Regions from separate parts of the Mus musculus genome. Here all the other regions are linked to region 1. A link is a contact called in public Micro-C and promoter capture Hi-C data. All regions are on one chromosome and are shown on one strand. The core of a region is the stretch at or near the end of the contact, and the rest is flanking DNA. Distances in the headings are between cores, read along the strand shown. Region 1 holds the start of Ache (acetylcholinesterase). Region 2 holds the start of Agfg2 (ArfGAP with FG repeats 2). Region 3 has its middle 9.6 kb from the start of Mir702. Region 4 holds the start of Tfr2 (transferrin receptor 2). Region 5 holds the start of Actl6b (actin-like 6B).

Region 1 (4,027 bases), core at 1,122-3,621:
TTCTCTGCTTCCTGGTAGGGCCAAGAAGCCAAAGGTTCCCACTCGGTAGTTCATAGATACCAACACAGCTCCCTCAACCTGGGCCAGGAAACGGCCGTCATACACATCCAAGGAGGCCGCTCCGCTGTAGAAACCACCCCCATAGATCCAGATGAGGACAGGTGTGGGAGAAGCAGGTCTGGGGTATGGTGTCCACACATTAAGATACAGGCAGTCTTCACTCAACTCTCGGTTGGGGTTCCACATCTCAGTACCCTCAAACCCAGGGTACAGGGTGTCCACGTACTGGTAGCAGACATTTTGGAAGGTGGTAGCATCCAACACTCCTGACCAGGGCCGCTTGGGCTCTGGTGGCATAAATCTACGTGAGCCCACAGGTGGCTCTGCAAAGGGGATGCCCAGAAAAGCTGAGACTGGGCCTCCAGGGGCCTTCAGGCGGATGCCCCTCAGCTGGCCCCCTCGAACCCTCACCAGCAGCTGCGGGTCTTCCCGGCCCTCAGCCCTTGCCCCTCCTCCCAGGAGGGAGAGGAGGAGGAAGAGGAGTGGAAAAGCCAGGGAAGGTGTATGCAGGGGATACCAGGGAGGCCTCATGACTGCCAGGACAGGCTGGTGTCTGCTGGGAGAAAGAAAGGCAAAGGGTGAAGACAGCAGCTCAGTGGGAGATTAAGAAACAGTCTTGCCCAGGGCTTATCAAGGAGTTGCAGAGGAGGTGTGGCAGATTGGTAAGGGGAGGGGAGAAATGGAGTCAAGCTAGGAGACGCGACACAGGCAGACAAACACAAGATCAGACATACACACACCCATACCGCAACAAATGCAGCCAACTGAGATAAGCCTGGCTAATACATAGTCTCCCTTGCCCAGCAAGTTCCAAGGGCCTCCATACCTCTTTCCCCTGCAGCTTGAGCTAAGACCCCTAGTATACAGCACAGGGTTGGAAAGGCTTTGTATAGGCCCCAGGACAGGTGCAGGGGACCCTCATGGACGGACGGGTGTGGCCCCTTCGGGAGCTTGCAAGTTATAAGAAAGCACAGCCCAAGCCTCTCCTGGGTTAGCCAAAGCCTTCTGGGGAGTGGGTTGGGCATTCAAGGTATCGGGAGTCCCAGGTTCTGAAGGCATCTTGGAATCTTGTCCAGTCGACACCTTGCCCCACCCTGCTCCGCCTCTCTTCTTTCTGGTACGGCCGGTTGGTACCCGTTTGCTTTACATCAACCGCACCCCTCTCGCCTGACTCCAGCCAACTGTCTCACTCGCCCCTTGTGGGGCTCACCAGAACTCAAGCCCCTATTGCATCCCCATATTGCAATGCCCTCCACTGCCAACCGGGAGCAGTAGAGACCAAGAAGAGGCCAGAGCTCCCCGCCCGAGCCTTGGTGTGGGGGTATCTGGAGAATCGTGAGCATCGCAGAGGGGGTTGAAGGGCGAGCCAGGACGTCTGTGTTCCGGGAGCTCCGGAGATCCCCGTAGCAAAGGCAGGGGCGCTATTTTGGGGGCAACAGCTGCTGTAGTTCCGGCGTCTCCAGCCAAGAGATCAAAATTCCCCGGGTCGGAACTACCCCCTCCGGGTGTTCACCCATCACCCAGCCAGTTCTGGTCGCCTGGATCTGGGGATAGTGGCGTTGTTGGAGATTAACCAGGAAACCCGAGTGGGGCTAATTATAACTCGGGGCTTCCGCTGAGCCTCCTTTTAGAGGGAGGGTGGGAGGGTGAGAGGGAGGGAGGGAGGGAGGGAGGGAAAGAGAGAGACAGAGACACATAGAGAGAGACAGAGTCAGAGAGAGAGAGAGAGAGAGAGAGAGAGAGAGAGAGAGAGAGAGAGAGCGCAGGAGGGGTCCTGGAGCTGGCAAGGGGCTCAGCTGGGTAGGGACGTTGGGGTCGCGGCCCTCGGGATGGGGGGTGGTGCATTCGGGATGTCAGTAACCTGCGCAGTTTGGGCTCCGCCCCAAACAGGGGGCGTCTTCCAGTGTCCCCAGACTTTGAAGAGAGTGGGGAAGGGGCCTTCAGGGGGTCCCTGCAGGAAGGGAGCGCAGAGGCAGCGGCCGGCCCAGCGAGCATCATCAGTAAGTATGCAGCGGCTAGCGGGAGTTTCAGAGGAGTGCGAGGCAGTGGAGGGGCCCCTCTAGGCAGGCCCCACGGGGCAGGAGGTGCAGTAGGAGCTCTGTTGGGGGGCTTCGATCGTTCCAGGATCGCACGTTTCCCCCGGGATGCGGATTGGTCCCGACTCGGTGGAGGGTCCTGGGTGGGTTGGGAGACTCACCTGAGGCGGCCAAGCCGGGCCGGGTCGGGCCGCGCCGGGAGCTGGAGGCGGCCAATGTTCCCCGGCGCAGGCTGAGCCGACAGTGACAGCCGCCTCCGGCCCCCCGCACACACCCCTCCGGGCCGCACGGCGCCCCCGCCCGCCCACTGTCTCCGCCCCCGCCCCTCCCCGCTCCCCCGGGCTGCCACCTCCCCTCCTCCCTCCCTTCAAGCCCCGAGACCCCGGGGAGCGGGAGCCCAGACACACTCCAGTGGTAGATTCAGACAGACCGACAGACCCGCAGACCCGCAGCGGCGGGGCAGACACCCACGTGACAGACGGACCGCAGCCTGCGGAGACACCAGACACCGTTCACGCAGGCGACAGTCTCCTGCGGTGACAAGTCACAGACAGACCGGTCGCCTTTCACGGACGGAAGGACACACTGACAGCTCTAATCCAGAAAGATCAGAGGCCTAATATTTGGCATCTGTAACCAGGACAAAGCTTGGGGCAGGGTAATAAGAGAAGAGACACGAGAAAGCCTGACTGAGGACCCCCTTCAGCTGACACTGGTAGAAAAGATGACGTGGGACATCTCTGTGGAGACGAAAGAACACCTGTAGGAACAAATAACAGAAACACAGGCTCTCCCTTATAGGAAAAGACCCCTGTGGGCAAGAAGAGGTGACACGGGGACAGCTGAGAAGCCAGACCACATAGTGGCAAGCAGAAGGCTGTGGGGAGATGCTACAATGCACTCTGCTGCAGCTCTGGAAACTTCCGGAACCCCCGAGGGTGGGCTTGAGCTAATTCCCCTGACCGGTGACCTCCGGCTGTCATCACAAGGGTCCGGCTGGTCCATGACATCACCGGGCCAAGCTTTCATTGGTTGTTGTGGCTAGCAGGTGGGAGCGGCCTACACTTGGAGCCCCCAGCCTGTTTGGGAGTCCCTTAGACCACACGCCCAGCCTTCTAGGGAGTCTCCCACCTAGCTGCACCTTAGTGACTGTGGGAAGTGTGCAGTTTTGTGCCCACGCGAGATCACTACATGAAAGAGACAACTGGCTCACGGGGTGGGTGGGGGCATCTGGCTCTGGAGCCTGCGGGCCGCTGCTGCGTGGGCGACTGGCCTGCACGCGAGAGCGTGGGGACGTGCGTGCGCGCACGCGATATGGGGCGCTGCGTGGATCTATGGGGGGTAGGGGGACACGTGCACGCATGCTCGCTGTGGACGCCGGGAGCTTTCCCTCGAGCCCCAGACACTCATCACTCATCAGTCACTTCCTCCGAGCAAGGGGCAAAGGCGCGCTGTCTTGCAAAAGGCTGGTCCCCAGAAGATACCAGCGCAGAGTCCAACCTCTCCCAGATATGCGATTTTCATCTCTCCAAACTGCGACATCCCCCCCGCCCCCCCCCCCCGCCCTCCAACCCTCCTGTCCCTGGAGAACCTGGCCACTGCATGCCGGGAAACTCATCTGCAGTCCAGCTCACTCGCGACGGGTCCGTGCTGACTATCGCCAGGTGGCGCCAGAGGCTGTCATTCGGACCTTGAGGACTGGGGTGGGACCAACCCTTGATTGTCTCTTTCCTGGTGTCTCTGGAAAGAGGAACAGACAGGGTGTGTGTTACTGTTGCTGTGGGAGAGAAAGAGTCTGACGCCGCTTCTGAGCATGGTAACGCCAGATTATTAAAACCGTGAAGGGAAATGAGGGAATGAGTGAGGCCAGTCCTGCCCAGTCTTGAAGCTCAGCGCCTTTAGCCTATAAACAGGGTCCAGTTAGTGACAGT
Region 2 (4,027 bases), core at 433-2,932, 400 kb before region 1:
GTAGACTTAACTCCCCAAGGGCGAAGGGCCTTTTTCTTACCAGGAAAGCCACCAAGCCCTCCCCACCAGGCCACAGGAGCAATAGCAGAAGAGGGAGTCCCCGGGCTGCCTGTGCTCTTGCTGATTATGAGGGGAAATAGGGTTGTCACTCTCTGATATGGCCTGGGTGGAGTAGAGACAGGAGGAGGAAGCGCACCCTCTGGTTGCTCTTGCAGACCACACCCTGTAGCAAAAGACAGACTGGAAGCTATCAGAGTCTAGTGGTCACCCCAATTCCTGCCCATTTATTCACTTGTGGTGGGTAACATTTTAAGGGGTGAAGAAATAACCACTGGCTAAAGAGAAGCTGTGCAAGAAATGGCCAGCACAGGGAAATGCTGAACGCTGAACTCTGAAAATGTACAAGAGGCTTTTTTTTTGGTGGGGGTGGGGTGGGGGACAGGATTTCACTGTGTAATCCCCTGGAACTCACTACATAGACCAGGCTGGCCTAAAACTCACAGCGATCCACCTGCTTGGAATCCAAGGCATGCAGCCATGGTTTACATGAAGCAAAATGGTTCCTTTGCATGTGTACATGGGGACTTGGCATCACCACAGCTCAGGGGGAAGTACACTTGCAGCTATGACAACAATTAAGCAACCTCATCTAGCCCATGGGCTCCTGGGTACCAATAACTCAGAAACCTATCTCTCATCTGCCCGCATCCCATTGGCATGTCTGAAACCAAAGTCCTGACTTATGGTTGCCAGCATCCCTAAACCTGCTTATTCTCAGCCTTTCCTTTTCCAGGCAGTGACCGAGGATGACTCTGAAGTACCGCTACTGCTACCCCCACTTCCCAAATGCTGGAATTACTGGCCTGTGCCACCGCGCTGAGTTGTATGCAGTGCTGGGGGCTTGAACCTCGCGCTTAGTGCACTCTACCAGCTGAGATACATCCCTGGCCACGGAGCAGAGCTTTTAAAATCAAAAGACTCAGATTCAAATTCTGACTGAGCCACAAACCAGTTCTGTGATCCACTTCAACATGTTTTCTTGAATATTTTTTACATGCATTTATTTATTTGTGTGTGTGTGTGTGTGTGTGTGTGTGTGTGTACTCATGGAAATCAGAAGGCAGCTAGCTTATAGGAGTCGGTTTTCTTACAGGAGTGGGAATGAAGGTTAGTGGCAAACGCCGTTCATCCCTTCTGCATCCTACCTCAGGTTTTTAACTTGACTCTAAAGTGGGGGCTCTTTCTATGACTTGGATAAATAAAGTATCTTTTACAAAGCACTCCCCTTCTCTGTCTTTCCCTTTCTCCTCCAGCTCATCCTAGGGCAATTTCTTTCCGATTTTCTTGTCTCCTGGCTCAGCCTGGAACGAGCCTTTGAAATTTGGCGGGAATTAGTATCAATCCGGAGGATGAGCACTACGCACGCGCCGAACACCTCCTTTCTCTCGCACGCTAATTTTGCAACCTTAACAACCAATCAGAGTCAGCATAGGAGTCCGTGGCGAGAGGGGGCGGGGACAAGGAGGAGGGCACGCATTGTACTTGCAAGGTGGGGGTCTTTGTGAACCAATGGAAAAGACAGAAGGCCGGGTGGCAGTGGGGCGTGGTTCTGAAGGCTCCAGCAACCGGAGGCCGTCTCGAATCGAACCAATTAAAGCAAGGAGGTGGGGGGAGACTAGCCAATCAGCGTGCCGAACAGGACGAGGAAGGGGGCGGCAGAGTCTCTCGCGGTCGTGGTCGGGGCTGCAGGAGCTGGTGTCAGGGTTGCCGGGCGTGCGAAGGCGGCGGAGGCGGGAAAGGCAGCGAGCGGTTAAAGGGGAGCGACCGCTGACTTGCAGAGGAACCTGGAGGAGAGATGGTGATGGCGGCTAAGAAGGGCCCGGGCCCGGGTGGCGGGGTCGGAGGGAGCAAAGCGGAGGCTGAAGCCGCTTCGGAGGTGTGGTGCCGCCGAGTGCGGGAGCTGGGCGGCTGCAGCCAGGCCGGGAACCGCCACTGTTTCGAGTGCGCCCAGCGCGGGGTCACGTATGTGGACATCACCGTGGGCAGCTTCGTCTGCACCACCTGCTCCGGCCTCCTGTGAGTGGATCCGGGGGGGGGGGGGGGAACTGGGTTTGGTTCGGGTGAAGTGAGTCTGCAGGAGCTCGGGGCGATCCAGGAGGTCAGAGGGGTAGCCCCGGCATTGGATGTGGCGGTGGAAGGTCGCCTGCTGCAGAGGTGTGTCGTGGGGGAAAGGGAAAAAGCGCAGGGGGACAGAAGACGGGAGTGGAGTCGCGCTGCAGAGGGAGGGTGGGGGCTGTAGAAGGACACGAGGAGAGGATTGGAGAAACTCCCTGGGGGAGGCGAAGGCGAATTGCAGGTGGGGAGAGAGAAAGTGTGGAGGGACTGGGGTGGGGTGGGGGAGGGACTTAAAGGGCCAGAAATTGACATAGACCTTTAAAGGGAACTTTAGCTGGGGTTGCATTGTATCTCAGTTGGTAGAGTGCTTGCCTAGCACGCTCGGCGCCCTGAGTTTCCATCCACAGCACTGCATAAAACCCGAGTAGTGTGGTACACGCCTGTAATCCCAACACTGAGGGGGAGGTGATCAGGAGTTCAAGGCCAACCATGAGACCCTTGCCGCTCCACCAGGAGGGGAGCGGAGGGGAACGGGGTGGAAGGAGAAGGGAAAGAAATAGGGAAGTCGAGCCTAAGACAAAAGTACCCTAGAAGGGAATGGAAAATGCTCCACGCATTAGCCCAGGCTGACAGCCTAGAGTGGCAGGTATGAAGCCAGGGATCAGGTGCAGATCCTAATCTTTCAGGCTCTGGAATGCTAGCTAGAGGGTAGATGACTTACGAAATATACTAAGGGCAGAGAGCCAAAGGGTTATCCTGGCGGACAGCTTAGCTTTCCCGAAGAGATGAGGATCAGAATGGCATATTCTTTTCTTTTCCCCATTTCGTCCTCTGCCCCCGTTAAAGTTGCATTTGATTTCTTTACTTTGCACTGTAGGGACATGTAGGTTCCATGGCTTGTGTGGTTATCAGAGAATAACTTGTAGGAATCAGCAATTTCCTTCCACTACGTGTGGGGCCTGGGGATCAAACTCAGGTCAACAGGCATGGCTGTAAGCTCCCATACTTGCTGAGCTAGCTAGCTCACCAGTCCATTTTTTTTTTTTTTAATTTGTCTTGAGACGGGGTCTCATACAGTCCACGGTGACTTTTAATTCATGATGTAGCTAGGGGTGGCTTTGGAACTCAGAGTCCTCCTGCCTCTACCTCTGTAATGGCTGGGGTTACAGGCATGCTTTGGGGTCTTTCCTAAGTGTACTGCCGAGTCTCATCTGGTAAACTGTAAATTTGGGGAGCAGAGGCTTGGTTGTAAAATCCACAATGCTACCCTCAGCCCAGACCACCCCAGATTTCTAGTTATTTAGTAAGCTCCTTCTCCTTAGGAATTATTTGACTAACATTGGGTTCGAGATCTTTGGTTTTCTTAGGGACTCGTTTTTGTCTGGTTTTCTAGTATTTTAGTACACTGCTATTTTATTTATTTATTTATTTAATAAGGAAAGCTCTCCTGTTCTTATATGCATACCAGCCTGAAAAAAAAAAAAAAAACCAAGGAGTATTGTTCTTTTGCGACAGATGGGAGATCAAAAGTAGAAAGAGGTTTAGTAATTTACCCAGTGCCATATGGAGGATTCTGTTCCCAGCGTTTGTCATTTAGTACGAGCTAGGATTGTGGGGAGACCAGAAATGAAGATCCCGGTGTCCTAGGAGACCGTGTGGAACTATGTCTCTACTACATTGTCACCCTCTTCTTAAAATGTCTATGGTTTTATCGTTGTTGTTGTTTAAGACAGGGTCTCATGTGGTCTAAGCTAGCCTTGACTGTGTAGCTAAGAATGACTTTTGTTTCCACCTCCTGAGCGCAGGGATTACAGGTGTGCACTAGCCTGACTTGTGAGGTGCCAGGGTCCCACCCAGGCCTTTATGAACACTAAGGGTGCACTTGGACTGAGCTGTAGCCCCAGTCCACCAG
Region 3 (4,027 bases), core at 950-3,449, 290 kb after region 1:
CTACCTGAGACCTTGTTACAAAGCAAAACACCTAACTTGAAAAGAATCTGCAGCCCTGCTCACTCATGCCTTCGTGCCAGGAGCACAAAGCCTTTGTGCGGCCGCAGTGTGACATAGTGCTCCTTCAGAACTGTATACAGGGCTTCCCACAAACCCCCAGTCAGGATGCCTGCCCAAGCAGGGCTGTGACACAATGAAGTCCAGACTCTGGCGACTCACAGGACACACAGCCTTTTGTGGATAAAAGTGGGATGCCGTCACCACTCTCTCCCCAGATCCCCAGCCCTTCCAGCCTCACTCTTTAGTACAGAAAGAGCAAGCCTTACGTCCTGATCCTTCTAAGTCCTTTGTTCCCTGCTTCCTATACAGCACACCCGGTGTCCCCTTCTGAGTGGAACCAATGCTAGTGCCAACTTTCTTCCCCAGGGGGGAGTCTTCTGTAGAAGGATCTTGTTAATTATGGAGGGGGTGCCCTATGACCAATGGGTACTCCTAACTTTCATCTTCGGTTTTCATCTCTGTGTTTACTCTGATTAAAAGCAACTTAGAGGAGGGAAGGATTTGTTTCAGTTTGTGGGCTTTGGTCCATCACAGTAGGAAGTCAGTGAAGGAACTAAAGCAGGAATTTGAAGCAGAAACCCCAGGGGAATGCTCCTTACAGGCTCACTTGTAGACACATGCTTAGCTAGCTTTCCTATACAGGCCCAGGGAATGATGCCGCCCACAGTGAGCTGGGTCTTCCTACATCAGTTAACAATCAAGACAATCTTCCACAAAACCACAGGCCAATCTGATCTGGGAAATCCCCCGATTGAGATTCCCTTCTCAGATGGCTCTAGGTTGTGCCACACAAGGCTCACCACTGAACATGAGGTATTCCCCATAGAGAGGAAGATAGCAGAGTCCAGCCAACATGGCTACCGGAGGCCCAAGCCTGGGAAAGAGCTGGGAGAAGGCCTTGCTGTCACTGGAAAATTACAAAAGATTCCTGTGCTCATGATCTCGTGGGGGTGGGCCCGGAGCATGTAGCTCCCGTCTGCAGGTAGCTCTTCGGTTTTCAGTAGCTTTGAGGTGTGTGGAAGATGTCAGGAGATAGAGGCACAGAATGCAGGATGAAGGCCAGGTAAGATTATTCAGCTTGTACAGAAGGTGCCAAGCCCGACCTCCCGAGCTCCACCCCTGAGACCCACATGACAGAAGGAGAAAATCGACTCTGACTGCTACATGCACTCTATAGCATGCACAAGCCCCTCCCCAGACCCCAAATAAATAAAGTGTAAATTAAAAAAAATTTTTAAAGATTTATTTATATATTGTATGTACCTGAGTACACCATTGCTCTCTTCAGACACACCAGAAGAGGGCATCAGATCTGTTACAGATGGCTGTGAGCCACCATGTGGTTGCTGGGAATTGAACTCAGGACCTCTGGAAGAGCAGTCAGTGCTCTTAAAACTACTGAGCCATCTCTCCAGCCCCTAAAAAAATTTTTTTTAACAATTTATTTATTTATTATATGTAAGTACACTGTAGCTGTCTTCAGACACCCCAGAAGAGGGCATCAGATTTCTTTACGGATGGTTGTGAGCCACCATGTGGTTGCTGGGATTTGAACTCAGGACCTTTTGAAGAGCAGTCAGTGCTCTTAACCACTGAGCCATCTAAAAAGTTAAATTAAAAACCAAGAATCCAAGATTACTGCTGGAAAGATGTGTCTTTACCTCACCAAAGTTCAAAGTTCAAGGTCCTAAGATGGGTCCCAGGGTTCAGGAGGTCACTCTTTCATGTCACCCCATGTCTGAGCTCAGGGACCCATCCAGTGCAGGCTCCAGGATGGAGGAAGGTGAGAAGGTGGCAGAGAAAAAGAAGACTGTCTTTCAAGAGTTTAAACTGGTTACCTTGATAGGGAACTACAAATTCTCCACGTTCTCACCCTTCAGCGCCTTCCGCCTGCATGCAGAGAGAGGGCAGGGCTGAAGTGTTGTTCTCAGGGAAAACTCCATCTTCCAGACTCAGGCAGATGGCTCAGGGGGCAAGCGTTTGCCAGGCAATCTGGGGACCTCAGATCCCCAGAACTCAGGTAACTGCCAAGTGGGCATGGACGCCTCCTGAAATTCTAGCCTCTGAAGCTGGAGAGAGGAATCCCAGGGCAAACCAGCTAGCAAGAACAGCCATATCAGTGTGCTCTGGGTTTGATTGAGAGGCCCTGTTTCAGTGCTCTGGGTTTGATTGAGAGGCCCTGTTTCACCCTGTTTCAGGGTGGAAAAGTGCTGGGCTCAACCTCAGGTCTCCAAGAGCAACAGGTGTGCACATGTGCAACACACATGAGCACACACACACCTGTACCCACACATATTTGAAAACAAAAACAAAACTGCATGCGCATGCACAAAACACAGACAAGAATCATCTCTAGTGAAGGGTGAAGAAAGGGCATGGCTGAAAAGGAAAGACGTAGGTTTTGTCATGCAGTCAGTCAATACAATCGGCTCCCTCCCCTCCACCCCTGCCAAAGAGCCTTGTGGTCTCCTCAGGCCCTTTCCTGGTGCCTGGTACCCACAAGGGTCATAGGTCAGCCATATGTCTTCTAATCCCCCTTTCCTAGTCCCCTTGTCTCTGGGCCCCCATGCCTGCCCCACCCCCACCCCTTTCCTGTCTCACCCATGAAGAGAAAAGTGAGCACTAACCAGTAGGTGCCTATCACTTTAAGTTGTTGCTTCTGAGGTATTTTCTGATGAGAGAGAAGGGAGGGGGCATGGGAACATCCAACCTAATGGCTCCCATTGCGCCACCAGGACTCCAGGGCCCGGGAAACAGACGGCGAAGGTTTGGGGACGTGAACTCCCAGGGAGCAGCTCACTTCTTTTTTTTTTTTTTTAATTAATTTATTTATTATATGTAAGTACACTGTAGCTGTCTCCAGACACTCCAGAAGAGGGCGTCAGATCTTGTTACAGATGGTTGTGAGCCACCATGTGGTTGCTGGGATTTGAACTCCAGACCTTCGGAAGAGCAGTCGGGTGCTCTTACCCACTGAGCCATCTCACCAGCCCAGCAGCTCACTTCTGAGGTGATCGGATGTTAGACATGGAGACCCAGAACTTTCTAGGCTCCTTTTTGGACTGACCTTTGAACTTCCTTGGTCAATGAGTCTGGGTAAGTTACTGGGAGGATCTTGGAATTGAGAAAGAGAGGGAAAGAGACTATAGAAAGGGGACAGTGCTCGCCTCCCTGGTGACTGAGGCATTAAGGTAGGGAAGCAGCTGGCTAGCCTGCCCACTGGCCACAGTCTCGGGCAATGGTGGGGACCTGAGACTTTGATCTCTAACATTCAGGCCAGGCAGGGCAGGAGGACCCTGACACACAGGCAAGTGCTTGCAATGCTGTCTGTTTGCAGGGAGTGGTCCTGGCTACTAGAATCAGTGAGGACAATGGGGCCCCCTGCCCCTGTGCCCTGTGGCTTATCTCTTTCTCCCCGCCCTCCCCAAACACAAAAACACACTTTTTTTTTTTTTTTTTTTTTTTTTTGGTTTTTCGAGACAGGGTTTCTCTGTGTAGTCCTGGCTGTCCTGGAACTCACTCTGTAAACCAGGCTGGCCTCCAACTCAGAAATCCGCCTGCCTCTGCCTCCCAAGTGCTGCGATTAAAGGCGTGGGCCACCACTTCCGGCTAAAACACACTTCTTGTCTGCTCCCACCTTTAATCATGTCCCCAATCCCACCCTGCAGTTTTTCAGGAAGGCCAGGACACAGGGACATGGACATCAGGACAAGGTGTTGATGAGCAGGGATCCTGTAGTGCATCTTGTGTTCTTCAAACAGCTGTGTGAGATGCTCTACATATAACTCGTGCAACTGGTCCACCTGTTCCTGGCTGGGCCTCGGGCTTCGCTGCACTGGAATTGGGGCGCCCACTGAGGAAGGAACATGAGGGAAGAAGACTGATTGCTGAGACATCCCACTAACCGGGGATCTGCCTGGACAGAGGTCGGGGCCTGCTCCGAGCAAGTGCCAGGCGTGTGAACCAG
Region 4 (4,027 bases), core at 629-3,128, 280 kb before region 1:
GGTCCGGCCGGAGTCCTCAGGGTTGACATCTTCATCGACCACCAACACGGAGTCCCCACACGCCTGGCAGGACCCTCGAAAGGCCACGTAGCCTAGGAGGAAGGCTGGCAGGTGGGAAGATGGGGTTCTCTTGTGCTCTCTTCTACTAGACCCCAGAAATGCCCCCAGCCCAGGAGGAGGGAGGGAAGACTCACCCCCAGTGAAGATTAGCAGGGTGATCAGGACCAGATAGGGGGCAGCCTTTCGACCTGCTGCAGCCCAGGGTATGGGAATTGACCTCCCGGGACAGGAGCCTAAGTGCTCAGGGCCTTTGAGTTCCATGGGGCAGAACTGGGCAGGAAGCTCCGCCCCTTCCTCCCTGTCTTCCTCCTCCAGGTGCTCCAGCTGAGGGCCTTCCACGCGTCTGTAGATGGTCTGAGAGGGTCTTGGGGACCACTGTTGCTGAGTGGAGGGGTGAGGTAGGCATGAGATTACGGGAGGGGGCCTAAGAGTTGGCTGAGGGTTAGGCAAGAATGGTGTCACTGACTCCGGCCAGGAGGAAGGGAGCTCTGGAGGCTGGAGAGGAGGGACCCAAGGAGGACCAGTGGGGCCAACCTTATGCATTAGGGAGTTGCCTAAGGGACACGAAGGAAGACCTAATGTGTGTAACCACAACTCCGCACCCCCGTGGTCTTACCACTCTCCGAAGTAGACCCCAACGTTGCTCCATGCTTGTGCCCCCTCCTGAACTCTGCAAGTAGTCCACACACACACACACAAAACCCCGATAAACCGTTTGTGGGAGCCCTAGAGGGCCCCTTATCAGCCCTGACAGGCAGCCTGAACCTAGGCCGTTTCTCATTCCCCATAAGGGTGGGGGCACAGTCTGGCCTCAGTCCAGCCTTCTAGACATTCCCCCTGGTTCATGCTAGACCGCAAGGGGCAGTGCCTTCTCTCACCAATCTTTCCACAAACCCCACTGTTGCGGGCAGACTGCAAAACAATCAATTTTTTTTTTTTTAAACCTCAGAGCAGACTTTGGCCAACTTGGTTCCCGTCACAGGTTGGGGGATGGGGGGGCTTAACGTGAGGGGGGAGGGGAGATATAGGTAAATCCCTCCTTTTCCCTGATTTCACTCTCTCAGGGTGTCCTTGGGGAAAGTCCCCAGCCCCCTTGGAAGTTTCACCATGAAAACGTCTGCCCCTTCCCACCTCTTGGGTCTGGTTGCTAGGTTTTCCCAGCACACAGCCTTCCAAATAACCCGTTAGCCGGTCTTCCTGCCCCAACCCCTGTCTCAGATTCCAAACAGCGGTATCTCAGTGGGGTGACTTGGTGGTTTAATCTGACCACAAAGCTGTCTGTCTGTCTGTCTGTCTGGAATCTGCTTGGTTGCTGGGGAGGAAGTGTTAGGAATGAGGTAAAGAGGTCAAAAGAAACCGACGAGTGGGTCTTGGAGTCAGGAAACTATGGGTTTCCACCTCACCGTTAGGGGGGCAGAAAAGGTCTTGGCCAAGCCACAGTCCTCCCCAGCACCCCTTGGATCACTAAAGGACTTAAGTGTTTCTCCTTCGGGGTCTACGACTCTAAAATTTTGATGAAGGGCCATAACCGCAGTTTACCCTCCAGTTTGAAATCCAAGCCGCGACGAAGACACCAGGACCTGCAGCTGTGAATGGGAAAGTTCAGGGTCCACCTCACCCTTACTTCTGGTCCAGGTTTCCCCTGGGAAACTGCGGGTCCTACCCAGGTCCAGAAAGATCTGAGAGGTAGGGGCTCACCAGTACCCCAGTCCCTGCCTCGTGCCTGTCAAAGCCGAGTCCTGAGTGGGAAGACACAGCAGCCAAGTTCAGCTCAGCAACAGGTCTCTGGGTTTCTTGGACCATGCTCCCAGGAGACTCAAAGCCTACTGAGGCCACACCCACTAGAGCACGCCCCCAGGCCCCGCCCCAGAGGACTCCGCCCCCGCACGTCCTTTTCTGGAGCAGCCCTGAACCAACAACCAGCTCAGTACAGACTCTTCCTGGTCCTTCCAGAGTCCTGACCCCACTAAAACCTAAGAAATTCGTGCCCCAGAGTAGCACGAATGTAGGTGTGTCTCTCTCTGGCATCTCACCAGATCCCCACGCCCCCATTCTCCCCCAAAGAAGTCAAACACTTGATTTTCATAAAAGTTCTTTTTTTTTTTTCTTCTTTCAACTCAGGAACATCACAGTCTAAGAAGATGTGGGTAAGAGAGAAGAGGGTAATGGGAAAGGGAGAGTTCAGCGCTTTTGGATTTCTGGCTGGTAGAACGCCCCTCTGGCGTTTCTCCGTGGATGGGGTGGACGGGTATTTGGGGGAGGGGGGCAACTTCAGGGGCACTTCCGCTCCACGCACTGCTTCCCTCCCTCCTCGTATTCCTGTTTGGAGATCCACATCTGCTGGAATGTGCCCTGAGAAAAGGGCAACATCAGCTGTCAGGCGTCACCCCACACCTCTCTACACCACCACACCTCGGCTTTCTACTTGCCTTCATGCATTTCTCACCTGTATCCTCCCCCCGCCCCCCCCCTTCCGGGAGATTTTAGGCTGCTCTACCACTGAGCCACGCCCCCAGCTCCTCCCTGGGGGATTCTAGGCAGAGGCTCTACCACTGAGCCACGCCCCCAGCTCCTCCCTGGGGGATTCTAGGCAGGGGGGGTCTACCACTGAGCCACGCCCCCAGCCCCTTACTTGAGATTAAACATGTTTTGTGCATGTGTGTTGTATTTGTGCCTGTGTTTGTGTGTGATGGTTGAGCTAACATGTACACACGGAGTACAAAGGGCAGGGTTTACCAAACCATACAGGTTTGTCACTCTGTAGAGAGGCTAGCCAGCCTTGAGCTTCTGGGGCTTCGCCTGTCTCCTCCCATTTTGTAAGAAGAGGCCTGGGATTACAGACAAATGTTCTCCTTACAAGTTGGGTTCTGCGGATCTGAACTTGGGTCCTCATGCCTTGTGCAGCAAGTGCTTTGCCTACTGAGCCATCTTTTCAGCCCTTGTATTTATTTGCCTTTTATTTTGGCAAAGGGTCTCAACCAATGGCCCAGGCTGACCTTGACCTTGTGATCTTACGGCCTCCACATCCAGAGTAGCTGGACATACACCTCCCACCCCAGCCAGCGCCACCATCACCGTTCTGACACCACCGGGCACCTCACTGCTACTCTCCCCTGCTGCTTTTTTCCGGGACCTTCCAACCGTCTTTTTTCATGGATAGCTGCTCAGCCCCCATGTGAAGGTTGGTGTCTCTGGCTCACAGAGCAGCCTTCCTGGGTGACCTCATTTGTCCCTGCCACTCTCCAATCTCTTGTTCCCGACTCAGATACCCAGCTGTGTCTTGGTTACTTCCTCCTGAATACCCTTGACCTTAAACTCCCTATGATCCCATAACTGACATCATCAGCTCCCAGCAGGCTTTGCCCAAACCTCATCTCTTTTGGTTTTCTCTCCTCCCCTCCCCTCCCCTCCCTTTCCCCTTCTCTCCCTCCCATTCCCCTCCTCTCCCTTCCTCTTCCCTTCTTTTTTCTTTCCCCCTTCCCCTTCTGTTCCCTTCCCACAGCTCCCCCTCTTTCTTTTAACAGGCTCACATGAAACACAGGTTGGCCATGAATTCTGGGTAGCTGAAAACATGAATCCCATCCCCCGAACCCACATCAAAAATCTGGGTGTGATAGTATGCACTTGGATCCCCAGCTCCAGAGAGATAAACACATCCCTGGGGCTCGCAGGCTCTGCCTTAGCCTCCTCTGCACAGTCCCCTTGATCGCGGGAAGACTCATGTCGCACCCCTTACCATTGGACCACCGTTCTATCCCAAATTCCAGGGTGTCCCCTTTACTCCTCGATGACTATGGCTGCCTTACCATAACCATACCCTCACCAGCCTTTCTCCTGAAGAAGTCCTCAGTCTTTAGAGAGCATTCACTGGCTGCACTTGCTCCAAAAACATTTTGTTTTAAAGAGCTTGGGGTTAGGTAAGTAAAGTGCTTGCTTAACAAGGCTAGGACCTTAGTTCAGTCTCCAG
Region 5 (4,027 bases), core at 432-2,931, 270 kb before region 1:
GTGTGAGCAGGACGAATCTGGAAAGGGAAGGGAAGTGACAGATAGTAGCGACTCCACATTAGAGGTGATGGCAGAAAGGATGTGTCTCCAGGGACTCAGGGCTGGACGTGGGTCTGGATGAGGCACTCACCGGAGCCTCCGACATGAGTACTGGGTGCAGGTTTGGCTCGGACTTGACATGTTTGCTGTAGGTATGATCCAGGATGGCTCGGAAGCACTCCCAGTCCTCAACTAGGGACAGAGGACCAGCGTGGAGAGATAGATGGGAAGGTGGGAAGGAAGGCAAGGATCAGAGACAGGAAGTAAAGGAAGGAGGGAGGCCAAGTCTGAAGGTAGGTGAGTCCAACTTCTGCTTACAAGCACCACCCCCCTTAAGTTCCAGAATTCTAGGGGAACTGGTCTGAAATCCCAGCAGTTGTAGGGAACAGTGAGACCCTTGGGACTTGGGCAGCAGCAAGCAAGGTTCTGTGGGTATGGAGATCGGCAGCCACACACTGGGCGTGGGGCTCCCAGTCTGTTTCAGAAAGTAGTGGGTGAGGGTCCCTTACTCATGCCATTCTTGAGGGGCGACATGACCTCCGCTCCATCCCGAGGCACGTGCAGGGCATTGGTGTCGATGTGGAAAATCTTCCCTTTCTTCTCTTTCTCCCCCTCCAGCTCCAGCCCGCCCCCCTCTTCTGCGGCCAGCAGCCCCACAGTGGTGGGGAAGTCAGCCTGGTTACAAGGAACATGAGCAGGGAGCTAGATTATTCCCTTCTTTTTTGGAGACAGGCTCTCACTGTGAACCTCTGGCTGGCCTGGAACTGTCGCTGTAGACCAGGCTGGACTTGAACTTACAGAGATCTGCATGTCTCTGCGTCCAGAGTGATGGGATTTAAAGGAACGCACTACCCTGCCCAGCTGGATCATCCCTGCTAGTCCCTGGTTCAATTGCACTCAAGGCCCTCAGCCACCCCCGGGGTCCTTCCCCTGTCTCCACTCAGGTGAGCTACTTGAATTGACCTGTGCGCATTTGTTCATAGGCCGACCCGCCTGGCAGAGGGTGTCCGAGCCCCTGGGATTTGGGGAGGGGACTGGAAGGCTCACCTTGGGGCAGTCCTCCCCAGCGTACCCAGCTCGGACTGAGAAAGAGCCAATGTCAAAGACGAGCGCCCCCACCTCATCTGTGCAAGGAGACAGGCTTGTGAGGAGACCTCTCCCAAACTGTCTCCCTATATAGCTTGGAGAGGATTCTGGGGTTATAGCCACAGTTTAAACTTCAGCGGGGAGTGGGTGGGAGATCCACCTGGACTTCAGGGCGTTCTGGAAGTAGAGGGTCAAAGCCACCAGAGTTCCCTCTTGCCTAGCGGCCTGGCAGGGAAAAGAAAGGTCCAGGGCCCGAGAGGCAGTGTACACTTGGGAACCCCAAGAGAATGGAAAGCAGAAGTAGTGGGAGACCCAAACCTCAGACTGGACCTGATGCAGTACGGAGGTGACAGGCCCAGGGATGCTCAGGGCTTGGGACGCGCGGGTTCGGGATGCAGGGCTGTAGACCAGGCCGAGAGCCCAGTGCCCCAGGCCGGCTCACCTCCGCCGTAGACGCCCCCGCTCATAGTGCCCTCTCTACGCTGCTCGCGGCCCGTGGGCGGCGGCGGGATCAGCACCGAGGCGGCCGGACAGCTCCCGGGATCCCGGGCGGGGCGGGGCGCAGCGGCGGCCAATCAGAACACTGGATCCCCTGCCCCCAACGGCGCGGCCGATTGGTTATGAAGCGAGACAATAACCCGGCTGGGGGCCGCTGCTTTAAAGGTACAGCCGCTTCTTCATTCCGAGGTTGGGAGGAGGCGAGGGTCCAATTGCAAAGACTATGGACACAGAGAAAAGAGGAAAGAGATGGAGACGAGGACTCCACAGGGCAACGGATGGAATGGGACCTTCTGATGACATGGGACCCTCGTTTCTTGGTCTTTTTTATTTATTCATATTTTTACGTAGGTGAGGGAGGGGTCTCCTCTCAACCAGAGATGTCCATCCTCAGACTCCTGAGCCAGAGTCTACCGCATTCAGTCTAAATGCAATCACAGAAATGAGGAGATGAGAAGACTGAGGGACCAGAGGAGTATGCCTCTCCATCTCTTCCTGTGTCTTTTTACCTTTGTCTCTGGGCTTATTTATTTATTTATTTATTTGACCAGAATGGTCTCAAACTCAGAGAGATTTCCATGCCGCTGCCTCCAGTACAGCACACGACTAGATTTTCCTTTTTCTTCCTTCCTTCCTTCCTTCCTTCCTTCCTTCCTTCCTTCCTTCCTTCCTTCCTTCTTTCTTTCTTTCTTTTCTTTCTTTTTTTCGAGACAGGGTTTCTCTGTGTAGTCCTGGCTGTCCTGGTAATCACTCTGTAGACTAGGCTGGCCTCGAACTTAGAAATCTGCCTGCCTCTGCCTCCCAAGTGCTGGGACTAAAAGCGTGCGCCACCACTGCCCAGCCCACAACTGGCTTTTCTTTTATTTAAGACAGGGTCTCATGTAGCCCAAACTCAAACTAATATATATATGAGGATGGCTTTGAACTTGTGGTCTCTTTACCTTCACTTCCTGGGTACTAAGATTACAAAGCCTATGCCAACACCCCAGTTTATGAGGGTCAGGGGATGGAACCCAGGCCTTCAGCATGTTAGACATGAACCGCATCTCCAGCCCCTTTCCTTCATCTTTCTGATGGCCATTTTTCCTTCTTGACTTTGTACATAACATATAATAAACATGTGAGTGCTCATGGCTAACATATAGTCACCTGGCTAACCTAGCAAGCCTTCTTTTTTACTATTTCTAAATTTTGAGATTATAATATATATGTATATATACTTAAAGATTTATTTATTTTATGTACACGAGCACACTGTCGCTGTTTGTCTTCGGACACACCAGAAGAGGGCATCGAATCTCATTACAGATGGTTGTGAGCCACCATGTGTTTTGGGAATCGAACCCAAAGCCTCCGGAAGAGAGCAGCCAGTGCTCTTAACCACTGAGCCACCTTTCCAGCCGTGAGATTTCAGGGATGACCGTTTTGTACTGATTTGTTCTTCCCTGGGGAAGATTATTTCTCCTGCTCTCAGCATTCTAGCTAGCCTTCTTGATCCATGTCTCTACACAGACACCTGTGGTCTAAAGTCAGTCACCAGGAAGTCCTGTTCTTTGCTGAGTGTAGTGGCAAACACTGTCTTTCCAGCATTTTGAAGGCTATGGCAGGATAGTAAGTTTGAAGTGGTCTGTGCTACACAGGACTTAGAGAGAACTTGTCTCAATAACTACAGTAGGGAAAAGAGATGTGGAAGAGATGCCTAACTGGGAAAGCACAAGGACCTTCGTTTGGAGCCCAGGCTCTCCTGTAAAGTCCAAGTGTGGCAGCTGGTACCTGCAGGGTGGGGGAGGTAGAGACAGGAGGATCCCTGGGGCTTGCTGGCTGCCCAGTCGCACAGAAACCATGTGCTCTGGGATCAGTGAGAGACCCTGTCTCAAAAAATAAGGTAAAGAATGACTGGGAAAGACACTTGACATTGAGCTCTGTCCTTGATACACACATACATATATGTGTTCGTGCAACTGAACACTTGTGTGTGTACATACAGAACACCACACGTGCACACAAAGTCCATTTTCTGAAAGGTCCCTAGGTTCTTATGGGTCCCTGGCATCACTGACATAGCAATTTTGACAGTAAAGGTTAAGGAATGTCTTTGATAGTCTGGAGTGGCCAAGAGACTCTAGGTGACTCATGAATCCAGGCATACGTGTTTATGTGTGCTAGTGTGTCTTATGTGTACATAGGTACATGGAATGCATGTGTACACTGGAGACACTTCCCTGTTCTGCCAGAGGTGGCACTAGAAGAGAGAGGGGACCGCAATAGACATGGACTTGTGAAAATGTCTCTACTTACCAGATACATTTTGTGGAGGGTTGAGTGATGTGTCTGCCGTGAGATTTGTTCCTCGGTGAATGGCTGTTTGTTGAGGATTAGGAGGTGTGGCTCAGGAGGAAGCCTG

Evidence for each region. Promoter capture Hi-C pulls out the DNA fragments that hold promoters and counts their contacts. A called contact is a pair of places that touch in the nucleus more often than the background predicts.
Region 2: a contact with region 1 is called in a promoter capture Hi-C map of pre-B cells, with 3 times the contacts expected there. The contact joins the promoter of Agfg2 here to the promoter of Ache in region 1. A contact is called at or near these places in 7 of 39 promoter capture datasets (the 3T3-L1 cell line, the C10 cell line, embryonic stem cells and 3 more), 5 of 115 datasets of contacts at active chromatin or transcription factors (the SCID.adh cell line, embryonic stem cells, large pre-B cells and 2 more) and 2 of 9 other capture datasets (adipose tissue and pancreatic islet).
Region 3: a promoter capture Hi-C map of embryonic stem cells shows a contact between it and region 1, with 3 times the contacts expected there. The contact joins the enhancer-like site here to the promoter of Ache in region 1. A contact is called at or near these places in 12 of 39 promoter capture datasets (the 3T3-L1 cell line, 3T3-L1-derived adipocytes, the C10 cell line and 6 more), 3 of 15 datasets of contacts at CTCF or cohesin (the NIH/3T3 cell line, large pre-B cells and pro-B cells), 22 of 484 Hi-C or Micro-C datasets (the Ba/F3 cell line, the HL-1 cell line, the Patski cell line and 12 more), 22 of 115 datasets of contacts at active chromatin or transcription factors (the 230-238 cell line, VIP interneurons, bone marrow-derived macrophages and 14 more) and 5 of 9 other capture datasets (adipose tissue, embryonic stem cells, liver and 2 more).
Region 4: a Micro-C map of the G1E-ER4 cell line shows a contact between it and region 1, with 2.0 times the contacts expected there. The contact joins the promoter of Tfr2 here to the promoter of Ache in region 1. A contact is called at or near these places in 4 of 39 promoter capture datasets (the C10 cell line, cranial neural crest, embryonic stem cells and 1 more), 1 of 15 datasets of contacts at CTCF or cohesin (large pre-B cells), 3 of 484 Hi-C or Micro-C datasets (all in the G1E-ER4 cell line), 3 of 115 datasets of contacts at active chromatin or transcription factors (embryonic stem cells and large pre-B cells) and 2 of 9 other capture datasets (liver and pancreatic islet).
Region 5: a contact with region 1 is called in a promoter capture Hi-C map of liver, with 2.3 times the contacts expected there. The contact joins the promoter of Actl6b here to the promoter of Ache in region 1. A contact is called at or near these places in 6 of 39 promoter capture datasets (the C10 cell line, cranial neural crest, embryonic stem cells and 2 more), 1 of 115 datasets of contacts at active chromatin or transcription factors (large pre-B cells) and 1 of 9 other capture datasets (liver).

Annotation. Positions count from the first base shown.
Region 1 is chr5:137,286,598-137,290,624 of GRCm38.p6, reverse strand. It overlaps Ache (acetylcholinesterase), which reads right to left and starts at 2,371. Exons shown (of 5, transcript NM_009599.4): 1 at 2,258-2,371; 2 at 1-613. The coding sequence starts at 591. It overlaps Gm42456 (a long non-coding RNA gene), which reads left to right and starts at 1,981. Exons shown (of 4, transcript XR_003955815.1): 1 at 1,981-2,060.
Region 2 is chr5:137,682,408-137,686,434 of GRCm38.p6, reverse strand. It overlaps Agfg2 (ArfGAP with FG repeats 2), which reads left to right and starts at 1,682. Exons shown (of 12, transcript NM_178162.3): 1 at 1,682-2,076. The coding sequence starts at 1,856. Gm15498 (a long non-coding RNA gene) reads left to right here. Exons shown (of 2, transcript XR_003956003.1): 2 at 794-1,050.
Region 3 is chr5:136,999,038-137,003,064 of GRCm38.p6, reverse strand. It overlaps the pseudogene Gm7284 and the pseudogene Gm26989. Among named protein-coding and RNA genes, the nearest start is that of Mir702, 9.6 kb to the right of the region's middle. Within about 2 kb of position 2,199, at least 14 of the 459 cell types and tissues checked have an H3K27ac peak or open chromatin away from gene starts, as enhancers often do. A contact at or near this core is called in embryonic stem cells and extraembryonic endoderm stem cells, where this site is marked.
Region 4 is chr5:137,567,691-137,571,717 of GRCm38.p6, reverse strand. It overlaps Tfr2 (transferrin receptor 2), which reads right to left and starts at 1,878. Exons shown (of 20, transcript NM_015799.4): 1 at 1,784-1,878; 2 at 1,600-1,646; 3 at 677-730; 4 at 195-441; 5 at 1-104. The coding sequence starts at 709. Actl6b (actin-like 6B) reads right to left here. Exons shown (of 14, transcript NM_031404.5): 14 at 2,138-2,412. The coding sequence ends at 2,332.
Region 5 is chr5:137,551,200-137,555,226 of GRCm38.p6, reverse strand. Actl6b (actin-like 6B) reads right to left here and starts at 1,681. Exons shown (of 14, transcript NM_031404.5): 1 at 1,568-1,681; 2 at 1,087-1,163; 3 at 549-714; 4 at 131-231. The coding sequence starts at 1,592.